3 separate regions of the Mus musculus genome follow, and all the other regions are linked to region 3. Evidence: chromatin contacts called from public Hi-C and promoter capture Hi-C data. All regions are on one chromosome and are shown on one strand. Each heading gives the region's core, a stretch centred on a gene start, on an enhancer-like site or on the middle of the called end of the contact. The rest is flanking DNA. Distances are from core to core; before and after follow the strand shown. Region 1 overlaps Wnt10a (wingless-type MMTV integration site family, member 10A). Region 2 holds the start of Cnppd1 (cyclin Pas1/PHO80 domain containing 1). Region 3 holds the start of Aamp (angio-associated migratory protein).

Region 1 (3,990 bases), core at 1,136-3,635, 520 kb after region 3:
CATGCTCGAATGAGACTCCACAACAACCGTGTGGGCCGGCAGGTGAGAGTCACGGCCACGCCCCCCGCCCCACTGCGGAGGTGGAGGGGGGGGGCTCGGCATCCACTTGGGTAGCTCCCCCTTCTATTTCCCCAGCCCAGTAACCTCACACTCCTCTCCTAATTCAGCTTGCAAGAACGCTGTGGGCAGCTAAGCTGAACACTGCAGTGGGCCTGGGGAGCGGGGTTGTAACAGCTTTTAGAGGGCATATCCTACTCCAGGACAACTTGCTTCTCTATTTTCTCTGATGACCAGCAGAGAAAGGAGTAGGCTGTCAATCAGGACCAGGGTTAATACAGCCTCCTTCCCTGTGAAGTCAGAACTTTGAACAAGATCATCCATCACATACCCCAGCTCTCAGTTTCATGGCTAGGAGCCTGAGAGCACCTTAGGAGGGCATTCCCGCAGACTAAGGACCAATATTCTAGTTTCCTACCTTCTTTTTTCCTTTTTCTGGACCACCCATACTACCTTAAAGTGCAAAAGAAACACCACTACTAATACATATATTCACAGACACATAAACACAGAGGAAGGAAAGAAATAGTTGGTTGAATTTTTTTTTATTTTTATTTTTATTTTTTTTTATTTTTTTTATTTTTGGTTTTTCGAGACAGGGTTTCTCTGTGTAGCCCTGGCTGTCCTGGAGCTCACTTTGTAGACCAGGCTGGCCTCGAACTCAGAAATCCGCCTGCCTCTGCCTCCCGAGTGCTGGGATTATAGTTGGTTGAATTTATCAAACCTTACTGTTTAGGCATTTGTCCTGAGCTCTCAGCCTACTTATGCGTACCTATGATGTCAACACGCCTAATAACCATGTGCTCAGATGTGGAAAGCAAGGCACTGGGATGACTGGCAGAGAGGCAGGCTCCATCCCCAGCCAATGGAGCTGTATTTCAGCACTTTCCTGGCAGTTGGCACTCATTCCTCCTCTCATCCTCCCCTGTCTGCCCGCTCAGCCCAGTTCTTGGGCTTCCTCGTCTATGCTCTTTCCCCTTTGGCCTCTTAGTCCACTCCAGCTCATCTTTGTTCTCCGCAGCTGATTCAGCAATTCCCATCTTGACTTAGAGTGAGGGGGAATTGAAGCATGGGTTTAGCCTCCGGTCCTATCCAGCTCCCACCCAGTCAGGTCCTGTGCATAGGACTCCTTTCCCAAGCTCCTGATACCAACCCCAGCCCAGACCAAAAGTGCCTCCTCCTTGTCCTTGTTAAACTGGTTAATTAATGGCTGCAGCCTGTGGGAAGCAGATGTTCTGGGGCTGTTGGTGTGTGGGGGGGGGAGTTGGAGTGGGGTGATGGAGTAGGGGGGTTCCCACGTGGTGTTGACACCACAGGCCACACATACAGGCTGTACAGCCCCCTAAAACCCAACACAGTGAGTTTTCTCACTTATGACCTTCTTAACCAGGTTTGGAGGCCCCAGAGCCTTGCCTTCCTTAAGAACCTTGTTTTTCCATTTCTTTTGAAATGGGGGTGGGTAGATGGGGGTGGTTGGAGAAAGTGGACAAATTCCAGTTGGGGAGGGGGTGCCTGGTGAGGGTAACACTAAGGGGTTCTATGGGAGGAGAACAAGTTGAATACTGGGTGAGTGGCAAGCAGGCTTCCCTTAGAGACCTTGGACTCATCTGCTCCCATAGGGGTGACAATTTGGCTGTCTAGGTTCTGGTCTGCATTTGGGGAATCCTTGGCACCTGTTGTCACTCAGTATGAACAGAGTAAGCTCCAGTTGGTATAATAGGACAGGACTTTCTGTCCTTTCCCCTTTTCAACTCCCTGCAAAGACCCATTGGGTACAACTGGGGATGGTGGTGGTGGGCTTTCTCACTCACTGCCTGGAGGGAGGCCAAAGTCTTTGGGGTTGGGATGTAGGGGAGAAGGCACCTCCCCGCTCCAGGGAAAGGAGAGGGAGTTTCCCCGAAGATTTGGGATCTTCAGGGCTCAGGAAGCAAGAGCCCCCAGGCCCAAGGGCCCCCACGCAGTTAGTTGCTAGAAAGGCTTGCAAGGGAGAAAGGAGCTGGAAGGAGGGAATTCCCCCGGGGGCCTAGCCGGATAGGAAGTGGTAAAAGGGAGGGCTGCAGAAGAAGTTCTGAGCCCCAGCTTCAGACCTCGGTGTTTGCTTCTGTACAATGGGAGCCGATTTCCAGCCACTGTGGCCGGAGGAGGGCTGGAACACCGGATGCCTTCCTCATCTCTCTCCGTGCCTCCCTCTGCAGGCGGTGATGGAGAACATGCGGCGTAAGTGCAAATGCCACGGCACCTCAGGCAGCTGCCAGCTCAAGACCTGCTGGCAGGTGACGCCTGAGTTCCGCACAGTAGGGGCGCTGCTGCGCAACCGCTTCCACCGCGCCACGCTCATCCGGCCGCACAACCGCAACGGTGGCCAGCTGGAGCCCGGCCCCGCGGGAGCACCCTCGCCAGCACCGGGCACTCCAGGGCTGCGCCGCAGGGCCAGCCACTCCGACCTGGTCTACTTTGAGAAATCTCCCGACTTCTGTGAGCGCGAGCCGCGCCTGGACTCGGCAGGCACTGTGGGCCGCCTGTGCAATAAGAGCAGCACGGGTCCCGATGGCTGCGGCAGCATGTGCTGTGGCCGCGGCCACAACATTCTGCGCCAGACGCGCAGCGAGCGCTGCCACTGCCGGTTCCACTGGTGCTGCTTCGTGGTCTGCGAAGAATGCCGCATCACCGAGTGGGTCAGCGTCTGCAAGTGAGCAGACCCAAGCTCCTCTGGGTCTCAAGAATGGTTGTCCTCTTGGTGCCTGGCTTCTGCCGCTAGCGGATCTGAGCCAGGCAGCAAGCAGCAGCCTTGGCTCCTGAGAGAGGTGGTTGGCTCTTACAGCCCCGAGGGTCTACAATCACCAGACAGTCCAGATCTGATTGACATTCCTCCGCTCACCTCTGTAGGTTCCCCTCTTTCTGTTCCTAGCTCAGACAGCTGGGGGTGATAGTGGAGACTGTTCCACACCCTAGGACAGGTCACCAAAGCAGCCCAGCCTGGCATGCCTACCTCCTGTCATCTCTTCTTCCCTTCCCCAGGAGTGATAGGCAATGCACTGAAGCTGATGGGCACCGGGGAAGAAAACTAAAAGGCAGAAATGGCCGTCATCGGGCTGAAGTGACTCTAAGGGCTCCAGACCTCTGCTCCTGTCTTTCACTTAACAGATATTTATTTTTGCGCTCTCTTTGAGACACTCTCTGGGGAAAAAGAAGCTCCGGAGTCTACAGGCTGATTAAGGGACATGGACAATAAACCAGTAAACACACAAACAAGGTTATTCCAGGCAATGTTATGGGTTATGGGGAAAATTAATCAGGACCCCTTGTATACTTTGATTTGTGGGAAATAGAGCCCTTCCCCCTTCCCGCTAAAACTGTCAGCCAGGAAGACTTCTGAATTGTGATAGACAAGCTGTGACCTGCAGGGTGAGAGAGAGCCATAGGGAGGTGGGGAAGGGCTTTCCAGACCCATAACTCTGAGGGGAGAGAGACCTACACTTGCTGAAGGATCAGCAGAGCAGCTTCTGTGTTTGGAGTATAAAACTCAAGGGCTGATCAGAGCGACCAGAGGATGGGGTAGCCATAAGAACTGGGTTTTATTAAAGAGGAATCTGCAGAGACTCTTAAGCAGACACCAGTTGTGCTCTGGTTCCCACACGAGTGGGGGTCTGGCCAAAAGGATGATAGTCAGAAAGAACGTTATGGTTATGGGGACCACGGCTAATACCTAGCTGAGGCCTGAGCTTGGATGACAGCAGTAGGGATGTCTAGAAGGACCCAGAGATCCAGAGTCCTCAGTGCCAGAATTCTAACCGCCCACTTTGTACCTGAGCCCTTTGCCACAAGCCAGGACGAGTGGCTGTGCCCAGCAGCAACCGATGGCAGAGACAGGAGGCACTCTGAGGGAAGCAATCCCGGGCAAGACTCAGCTCAACCCAGCCAGCGCCCCAGGGA
Region 2 (4,010 bases), core at 823-3,322, 860 kb after region 3:
CAAAGCCCTAAAAATAAGTGACTGCAATTTATGAGCTGTTTTTACTCATGTGGGCTAAAAGAATTTGAAACATGGCCTGCATTGTCAAACCAAGTACCAACCAAGCTAGTTATAATGAGACACAGTGCAGCTCAGAGGGCAAACCTCCAGGCATTTGGGTGACTATGACAACCCAGTCCTCCAAGTTTCCACTTGCTCAGTCACACACACACACCACCACCACCACCACCACCACCACCACCACCATCACCAGTCTAACCTGCCACAGGGCTGGAGAGCTCCTCCAGGCTGCAGTCTGTCTCCAAGTCCCAGCCATAATAGAGTCTCCTTCGGATTCGAGCACTTAGCTTTTGGTGTCCTGGAAGGACCTGAAACAGGGCCAGGAGTAGTGGAGGGTGAAGGGCAGGGAAGGTTTGGTGGAAATCCTGGGTACTGACCCGGGCCTATACTCTACCCAGCCCAGAGTTCCCAAGATCATTTGTTAATGGCAGCCTAGTCTTGTCCACAGTGGGAGAAAGACAATAAGCCCGCTTCTGACATCACTGAGGGCTCCCAATAGAAGACTAGACAACTAGAAACCAGATGGGACCCCAGTCTAATCACTAGCAGTTCCCCTCTTATAACCTGAGGCTTTGCCTTCAGGCCCAAGTGGCATTGCTCTCAACAATAGCCCACTCCAGGGCATAACAAGTAAGAGAGCTCCCATTCCGCTCGGGTCTGGAGGAGAACGCCTGGGAGTTCTGACTCCCAGAGGCAGAGAACAGGCGGACCTCTCACCATGAAGTCTTGGAAACCGGTGAGGGAGAAGGCGCCTTCTTCGTCCAGCAGGAGCCCAGTCAGGTCCATCGCACTGTCAGCCGCCACCCTGCGAAGGTGGAGGGAAAGGGAAGGAATCGTAAGTGACCCCAGAGCCGTGCTCACCCGTTGGCCCACCTCTCCCGAAAGGGCCACCGCCCGACTGCGCGCAGCCTCCTCCCTTCTCGCAGGCGGCCGTGGGACGCCTCTTCCTGTTCCGCGTGCGACTGGGCCTCCCGGCGCCCGACGACAGGCGCGGCGCTCACCAGGCGAACCAGGAGGTACGAGGGCCAGCAGTGTTCTCAGCCCGTGCCGCGTTCGCTAGGCGTTTATAAGCTGCGGGAGTGAGTGTCACCGACGAGTCTGCGCGCCCGGCAGGAAGTGCCTCCTGCCTTGCCCAACCTGAGAGCTCCGGGTCTCCGGAGCTATGAGCACCGGGGGCAATTGTAATACGGTTCCCAGGGGACCGCGACACACCAAGGGTGAACGCGCTGACCAGGCTTTGTAGTCGTGGTACAGATAGTAACGAGCCTAACACAAAGGCAACGCGGCGAGTTGTTTCCTGGGTTTTAGGGAAGACGCACTCAATCAGCAATGCCCAGGAAAGATGAACAAGAAACTTACCGTAGGTGGGAGAACTGTGAACAAGGTGGGAGGGAATCTGTTGAATCTTTATGCCCCTTAGAAGTTTGAAACTGTAACACTCGAATACATACTGTATTCTGTATGGTTACTCCAGCAATTAAATGATCTCAAAAGATATAAAGCCTCAATGTACGATGTTAAACAGGTCTCCCCAAAGCAAACAGCGCCTGGATGTTTTATTTCCAAACACTCCTTCCACACAATTTGCGGCTGAGAGATTTTGGGAAGAGAGAGGGCCGACGCTCCAAGAAGGAAGAAACAACTTTTCGAAGTTGGTGAAGCTGCTTTGAAGTCATTAAAGTCACGCGCTGGTGTTTGTTTATCCGCTGAGGGGAGGGGACTGGAGGCGAAGAGGGTTGAGTAATGGGGATGGCACCGCCCTTCCCGATCCCAAGCAGATTGTAGTCAAGATCCTGGGGGCCTGAAAGCCCACTCACTGCCTCTGGGCAGTGCCTCACGCGACAAAGAGGTCTCCAGCCGCCCTGTAAACACCGGGAGAAGACCTCAGGCCTCGCAGCCTCAACGCCCGCCCCGGATCACCCCTCCAGCACCCTGGAAGCACACCTTCGTGGGTGCAGGATCACGACAGCGGCCAACGCGCACGCGCGGGCGTCCCATCCGGGCTGTTAGGGCACGTCACGTGGCATCGCGCTTCATCACGTGACGCTTGACCGCAGGTTTTTTTGCTCGCCCGTGCGTGCGCCCCCTTCCGTCTGACGCGCCCCCGGCGGCGGCCGCGCAGCCCTGGCTCCTCGCGGGCTCGGGCAGCGGCTGCGGCGCGGTGATGGCGAGCAGCGGTGGCGGTAACACCGGCGCGGGTGGCACCTCGGGGCTGGGCCTGGGCCTGGGGCTGAGCCTCGGCATGGGTGAGGCCACTGGCGACGCGGAGGAGGAGGCGGCCGCAGCCGAGGCAGTGGGACGTTTAGCTACGTCCCTGTGGCTGCGGCTCCGCGGCTGGGAGGCGGTGCTGGCGGCCGCACAGCGACTGCTGGTTTGGGAGAAGCCGCTGCACAGCCTGGTCACGGCGGCCACACTCAACGGCCTCTTCTGGTAACGGCCACGGAGGAGGGGGCGGGGCCGGGCTGCGCGGGAGAGCGGGGGCGGGAGGACCGGGTGCTCCCTCCCTTGGAGGGCTGTCAGCGTCTGGGGCGGTGATCCTGCACCAGGTGGCCCCATTTTTTAGTCTCTTAGTGACTGGGTGAGGCTTAGAGGGCCATCTCCCCATCCATGGGTCTTTCTGTGATTTTCGATGGATTTGGGAGCCTCAACTGAGATGCCTGTCTCCCTAAGGTTGTTGTCTTCGTCGTCCCTCCGGCCCTTCTTCCTGCTCAGCATCTCACTTTTGACCTATTTTCTACTGGATCTCTGGCATCCTCGCTTTCTCCCTGACGTTTCAGGTGAGTTTCTTCATTCCACATGCACTGTATGCACCTGCTCCGTGCATCACCCTGCTACTTGAGGGGAGGCACAGGAAGGCCATTTATCTCCTAAGGCATCCTGTATGCCCTTCCATCGTTTTTTTTTTTTTTTTTTTTTTTTTTAAGAAAATTGCCTGAAATGAGAATTGTTTCTTTTCCAAAATTAATGTTCTTGTGAGTTTAGTAGTCAAAACTATATAGCATTTAAAGCTGGGTTCAGAAACAGCATATCGTACACCTTGTAGTTGGTGGGTAAAGGGAATGCTCTGGACTTCACATAGTGGTTCAGGCCTGGAAGCGAGAGACAGAGGGATTACTGAAAAATTGAGACCAAGAATGTTAAAGAGAGGCAGCTCTTTCTGACTTTGGATCTGTCTCTAAGTGCTTCTTGTATTCTTAACTTACCCCACACCCTTTTCTCCATAGCACCACCCCCTGAAGAACCACACTCTGACAGGTGAGTATAGGCCACCTTTTAAAGAAGATGCCCAAATGTGGTCTGCTTGCTGTGCTCAGCTCAAAGAGGAGCAGGGCTGTGGCTTGTGCAGGCATAGGCCCAGTGTAATGAAGGGACTTACAGCAAGCAAAAGTATGCCTGGCTCTAGGCTTCTTTGTATGCAAACGCTGTGTTCCTTCTCCCGTGGAGGTAGAGGGTTGAGTACCCTGGGAATTTACATCCCAGGATGAGGATGCCTTCCTTTGGGGGAGGTGGGGCCTCCAGAGTGAGATCTCATCAGCAGTCTCAAAGTGACTTGAGTGTCTTAGCTGGTTTCTGAGGCCTCCAGGGGTCATGTCATGTCTCCCCAGTGAGGGTGCGGGGTCAGGCGCCCAGCCGCACCTGCTGAGTGTGCCCGAGTTGTGCAGATACCTGGCTGAGAGCTGGCTCACCTTCCAGATTCACCTGCAAGAGCTGTTGCAGTACAAGAGGCAGAATCCAGCTCAGGTAAACCCCATCCTGAAATGGTTGCAGGAGTCGGGCTGGGAGAGAGTGACGCGTGCAGTGACTGTTGTAAATTTCCTCAACTGGTTCCCATTTTTTTCCACCACATGAATAGTTTCTCCCCTGGTGACTGTGCACATGGTGTAAGCCTGTGTTCTTCACTGCTCCTGTGCTCTTCCCTGCAGTTCTGCGCTCGGGGCTGCGCTGCCTGT
Region 3 (3,664 bases), core at 35-2,534:
CGTTCTCTGAGGTGCACAGCTGACAGGACAGGCCATACCAGGCTAGGTATGAATTAAGTTATGAGAGTTTCATGAGGCTGGCATCCGAGATTATTATTAATGCCCCTTCTGGAATGTAAACTACCTTTAATTTCCACTTAGGTTACTTCCATTCACTTTCATACAAGATTTTATATATATATATATATATATATATATTTTAAAGAATACCAAGATCCAGAAAGCTAACAAAGCTGACAGACTGCTAAACAGCAGAGGTAGGATTTGAACCCAGGGGTCACACTTAACCCCAGTGCCCTATGGCCCTTCCTTTGAATATCCTGCAGGCCAAAGTAGGTGGCTTTCACTTTGGTCTCTTATAATAGCTGCCTAGGACCAACAGGCCATACTCAAAAGCCCATCTGCACTGATCTGAGATGTTCAAAGGCCTACCTGAGTGCAATGCAAAGGTGACCTCACTATCATCCGGGCCCTCCATGCTACCGACCACCCCTTCCTGGGGTTCCAAGACCCAGCCCTCGTCATTGCCCTCTTCTTCTTCTTCCTCTTCCTCAAAGTCCACGTCTTCCATCTCCTGGGCCAGATCATCTGCTTTGAGAGAAGCGTTAAAAGATGGAGCTCCAAAGATAATACAAGGAATGGGGTAAGGGTTAAAGAATGAAAAAGGTGAAGCTAGGGTGGGTCGTGTGGCCAAAGGTTAAGATGTTGTCTCACACGTACCGAGCAGGAAGAGAGCACTTGGGGGGCGGGGAGGGGGAGAGAGGCTAGGTCTGAAGATCTGGTGTTGGCCAGCGACCGTGTGGGAAGAGAGGACAGAGGGCATGATGGGAAGGGGGTGTGTGAGGGGAAGGGCTAGGGGAGGCGTCAGGGAACCCCCACCCAGCCAGGCCTAGAAACTAAAGGTGGGGGGTAGGGGAGGAGGTCTGGGAGAGAAATGTCGGTAGGAACGACCGGTAGGGAAGGGGGGAGGGGGGACTGGGGAGAAGCAGGGGTCAGAGGCCAGGGGTGAGCGCCTCTTGTCCCGTGGCCTCAGGAGCGTCAGTTCTCACCCGGGTCCGGCGGGCCTGGATCCAGCTCTACCACCTCAATGATCTCTTCATCTCCGTGAAAGCTCAGAGTCTCCAGAGGCGGGGTGTCAGCGGCCGCTCCGCTCTCCGATTCGGACTCCATGCGGCGAAAGCTACCGATCCACTTCTCTGGGCCCAAACGCCTCCCAGAGTCAGCTCTGCGCGACGACGCGGAACTCGAGCCCCTCCTCCCGGGAGGAAGTAGGCGTAGGTGACTCCCGGCCGAAAGAGCGACGGCATCCGGGCCAATGGCGACAGTGGTGGACTAACAGAGCCGCCAATCATAAGGCAGAACTAGGATGACCAGGCCGGGGCGTGGCGGGAGAGCCCAAGCTCCACCTTACATGACTCCGCCCCCAGCTGAAGGGAAACAAGCGAGCGTGCGCGCCTCCAGGGTCTCCTGGGAGGAGTAGTTCTCCGGGGCCCGCTACGCGGACTTCTGGGAAATGTAGTTTTTGCTCTGTAGGCAGGACGGAAGGCGCGGGGGAGGCCCCTTACGCAAACTACAATTCCCGACGGGGAGCGCAGTGAAGGGGGGTGGGACCCGAACATGGCGGCGGTGGTAGCTGCTACGGCGCTGAAGGGCCGGGGGGCGAGAAATGCCCGCGTCCTCCGGGGTAAGGAGAGGGACCCTCGGGAGGGCAGGGTTTTAAAAGATTCCGTTTCCTTTATATCCCACCCAGCGCGACAGCAGGAAGTCAGCATGCCAATTGCTGCCCACACCTCTCTGCAAGATCTTAGAGAGTCTGGGGGTGAAAAGATGCTCTAGAGGTCACCCAGTCCAACTCCTGCGTTTAGGTTGCGCGGCGTGTCTAGGGTCTTATTGCTAGAGAGGGTACCAAAGAAACCTTTAGACTCCCGCGCCCCAGGGGTTTCACACTCACCGCAGTGCAGAGGAAAGAGCCCTGGGCATCTGGAGGCTTGAGTTCTAGCACTGAGTAATTAGCGGTTTGACCTTGTGCGAAGCAGCTCGTCTTCGGGCTTCAGCTTCCTCTTCGACGGGATGGAGTTAGTTATCCTTAAGGATAGCTTAAGGTCCTGCAGTTTTAAAACAGTTCCCCGGATTTCCTTCATACGTATGTCTCCGGTGAGTTCCTCTGCAGTCCTTCCCAGCCTGACTTCTGAATAGAACAGCAGCGAAGCTCACTGCCTTGGCACCAGGGTGAGGAGCCCGCAGTGACGTTTAAGTAGCCTTCCAAAGGTGTCACCCGATGGCGATTTTCCCATTTCTCTTTAGATTCTTCACTGCACTTGTTACTCCAGACTGCAGTCACTCCCCTTCCTCATCTCCCATACTGACATGCCATACTTTCATTCACAGGGATCCTCTCTGGAGCCACAGCTAACAAGGCTTCCCAGAACAGGACCAGAGCACTGCAGAGCCACAGCTCACCAGAATGCAAGGAGGAGCCCGAGCCCCTCTCCCCTGAGCTAGAATACATTCCCAGAAAGAGGGGCAAGAACCCCATGAAAGCCGTGGGGCTAGCCTGGTGAGTTTAACTGCTCCCTTTGCCTACCAGTGGGGAGTGCATTGAAAGGTGTGGGGACCTAGAAACTTCTCTGAAATGCGGGTGGAGAGCTGAATCCAAGGGAAGGAAATTGCTGGAGTCAAGGGATGGACTCTCAGAAGGGGGGGGGGGGCTAGGGTGGAAAAATATGTAAAATTGGGGGATAGTGGCTTTTCTGTGGAGCAAATTGAGCTGATCTGATTTGAATTTGAGTCACTGGATTCATCCTTCCCTTTGGGAGCAGGGGTCACATTCCAATCCCAGTAATTAAGTGTCAGATTGCGTTGTGTAGAAGCTAGACGTGTTTCTGTGAATTCTGTGGATCTGATTCTGGCCTTAATACATATTACTGATTATCACTCACTAAAGTAAAAGGAAGGGAAATTAACATTTTTTTCCATCCAATGTCTGAGGTATGACAATACTTTGCCATATAACGTTTGAAGCTTTCTGAGGTAAACCTTGCATTTCCATCCCTCCAAGGAGGGAACAGAGGCTCCCAGCTGTGATTGTCACCAGCTCTTGTGGCTTCCTGTTCTTTGGCCCTTACCAATGCCCTCTTTCAGTTGTAGCTGCTAAGACTGAGAGTTGGTCGATGTACCTTAGTGGTTGTGCACAAGCTTAACACCATAAAGAAAAATAAAGAGGTCTGGCACGGGACATGAGACAGTGTATGCAGGGAGGTCCTTTGCTAACTCAGAGCAAGCCTGGGCTACTTAGGCTATCACACAGAAGCATTCAACACAAGTGAAGAGACTCATGAATATCAGCCGTCAGAGGAGAAATGAAGAGGTAGGTAGGACCACACTGGGCTTTGAGTACTATGCCTAGGAGTTTGGAGTTGGCTAGGATGTAATAGAGCACTATTACGGTTGTCTAAAGCAGGCAGCAGCAGGAGGCTCTGGTTTGTGGGGTCCCTCCAGCACTCAGCACAAAGGACAGGTAGACGTAAGATGTCTCACCACAGCATTTGTACAAGTGACAAAGCTGGCCTGATTCTTCTAGCTCCTCTGGCTCAGTGCCAGTCCCTGCCCAAACCCGGTACACATCTCCCCATCCCTAGGGCCATCGGCTTCCCCTGTGGTATCC

The links. Hi-C and Micro-C count contacts between places; a contact is called where the count stands out from the background. Capture Hi-C pulls out chosen DNA fragments and counts their contacts.
Region 1: a Hi-C map of CD8 T cells shows a contact between it and region 3, with 5 times the contacts expected there. The contact joins the enhancer-like site here to the promoter of Aamp in region 3. A contact is called at or near these places in 2 of 39 promoter capture datasets (liver and pre-B cells), 1 of 484 Hi-C or Micro-C datasets (CD8 T cells), 2 of 115 datasets of contacts at active chromatin or transcription factors (memory CD8 T cells and pancreatic cancer cells) and 2 of 9 other capture datasets (adipose tissue and liver).
Region 2: a promoter capture Hi-C map of liver shows a contact between it and region 3. The contact joins the promoter of Cnppd1 here to the promoter of Aamp in region 3. A contact is called at or near these places in 2 of 39 promoter capture datasets (liver and pre-B cells), 2 of 115 datasets of contacts at active chromatin or transcription factors (memory CD8 T cells and pancreatic cancer cells) and 1 of 9 other capture datasets (liver).

What each region holds. Positions count from the first base shown.
Region 1 is chr1:74,800,871-74,804,860 of GRCm38.p6, forward strand. Wnt10a (wingless-type MMTV integration site family, member 10A) reads left to right here. Exons shown (of 4, transcript NM_009518.2): 3 at 1-42; 4 at 2,253-3,306. The coding sequence ends at 2,750. Among named protein-coding and RNA genes, the nearest start is that of Gm32099, 7.8 kb to the left of the region's middle. Within about 2 kb of position 2,386, at least 171 of the 459 cell types and tissues checked have an H3K27ac peak or open chromatin away from gene starts, as enhancers often do. A contact at or near this core is called in CD8 T cells, memory CD8 T cells and pre-B cells, where this site is marked.
Region 2 is chr1:75,140,639-75,144,648 of GRCm38.p6, forward strand. Cnppd1 (cyclin Pas1/PHO80 domain containing 1) reads right to left here and starts at 2,073. Exons shown (of 10, transcript NM_026977.3): 1 at 2,005-2,073; 2 at 1,420-1,922; 3 at 778-865; 4 at 260-368. The coding sequence starts at 846. It overlaps Retreg2 (reticulophagy regulator family member 2), which reads left to right and starts at 2,148. Exons shown (of 9, transcript NM_170755.2): 1 at 2,148-2,490; 2 at 2,731-2,837; 3 at 3,285-3,315; 4 at 3,666-3,801; 5 at 3,984-4,010. The coding sequence starts at 2,225.
Region 3 is chr1:74,283,454-74,287,117 of GRCm38.p6, forward strand. Aamp (angio-associated migratory protein) reads right to left here and starts at 1,285. Exons shown (of 11, transcript NM_146110.3): 1 at 1,050-1,285; 2 at 433-588. The coding sequence starts at 1,170. Pnkd (paroxysmal nonkinesiogenic dyskinesia) reads left to right here and starts at 1,581. Exons shown (of 10, transcript NM_001039509.1): 1 at 1,581-1,684; 2 at 2,389-2,557. The coding sequence starts at 1,618.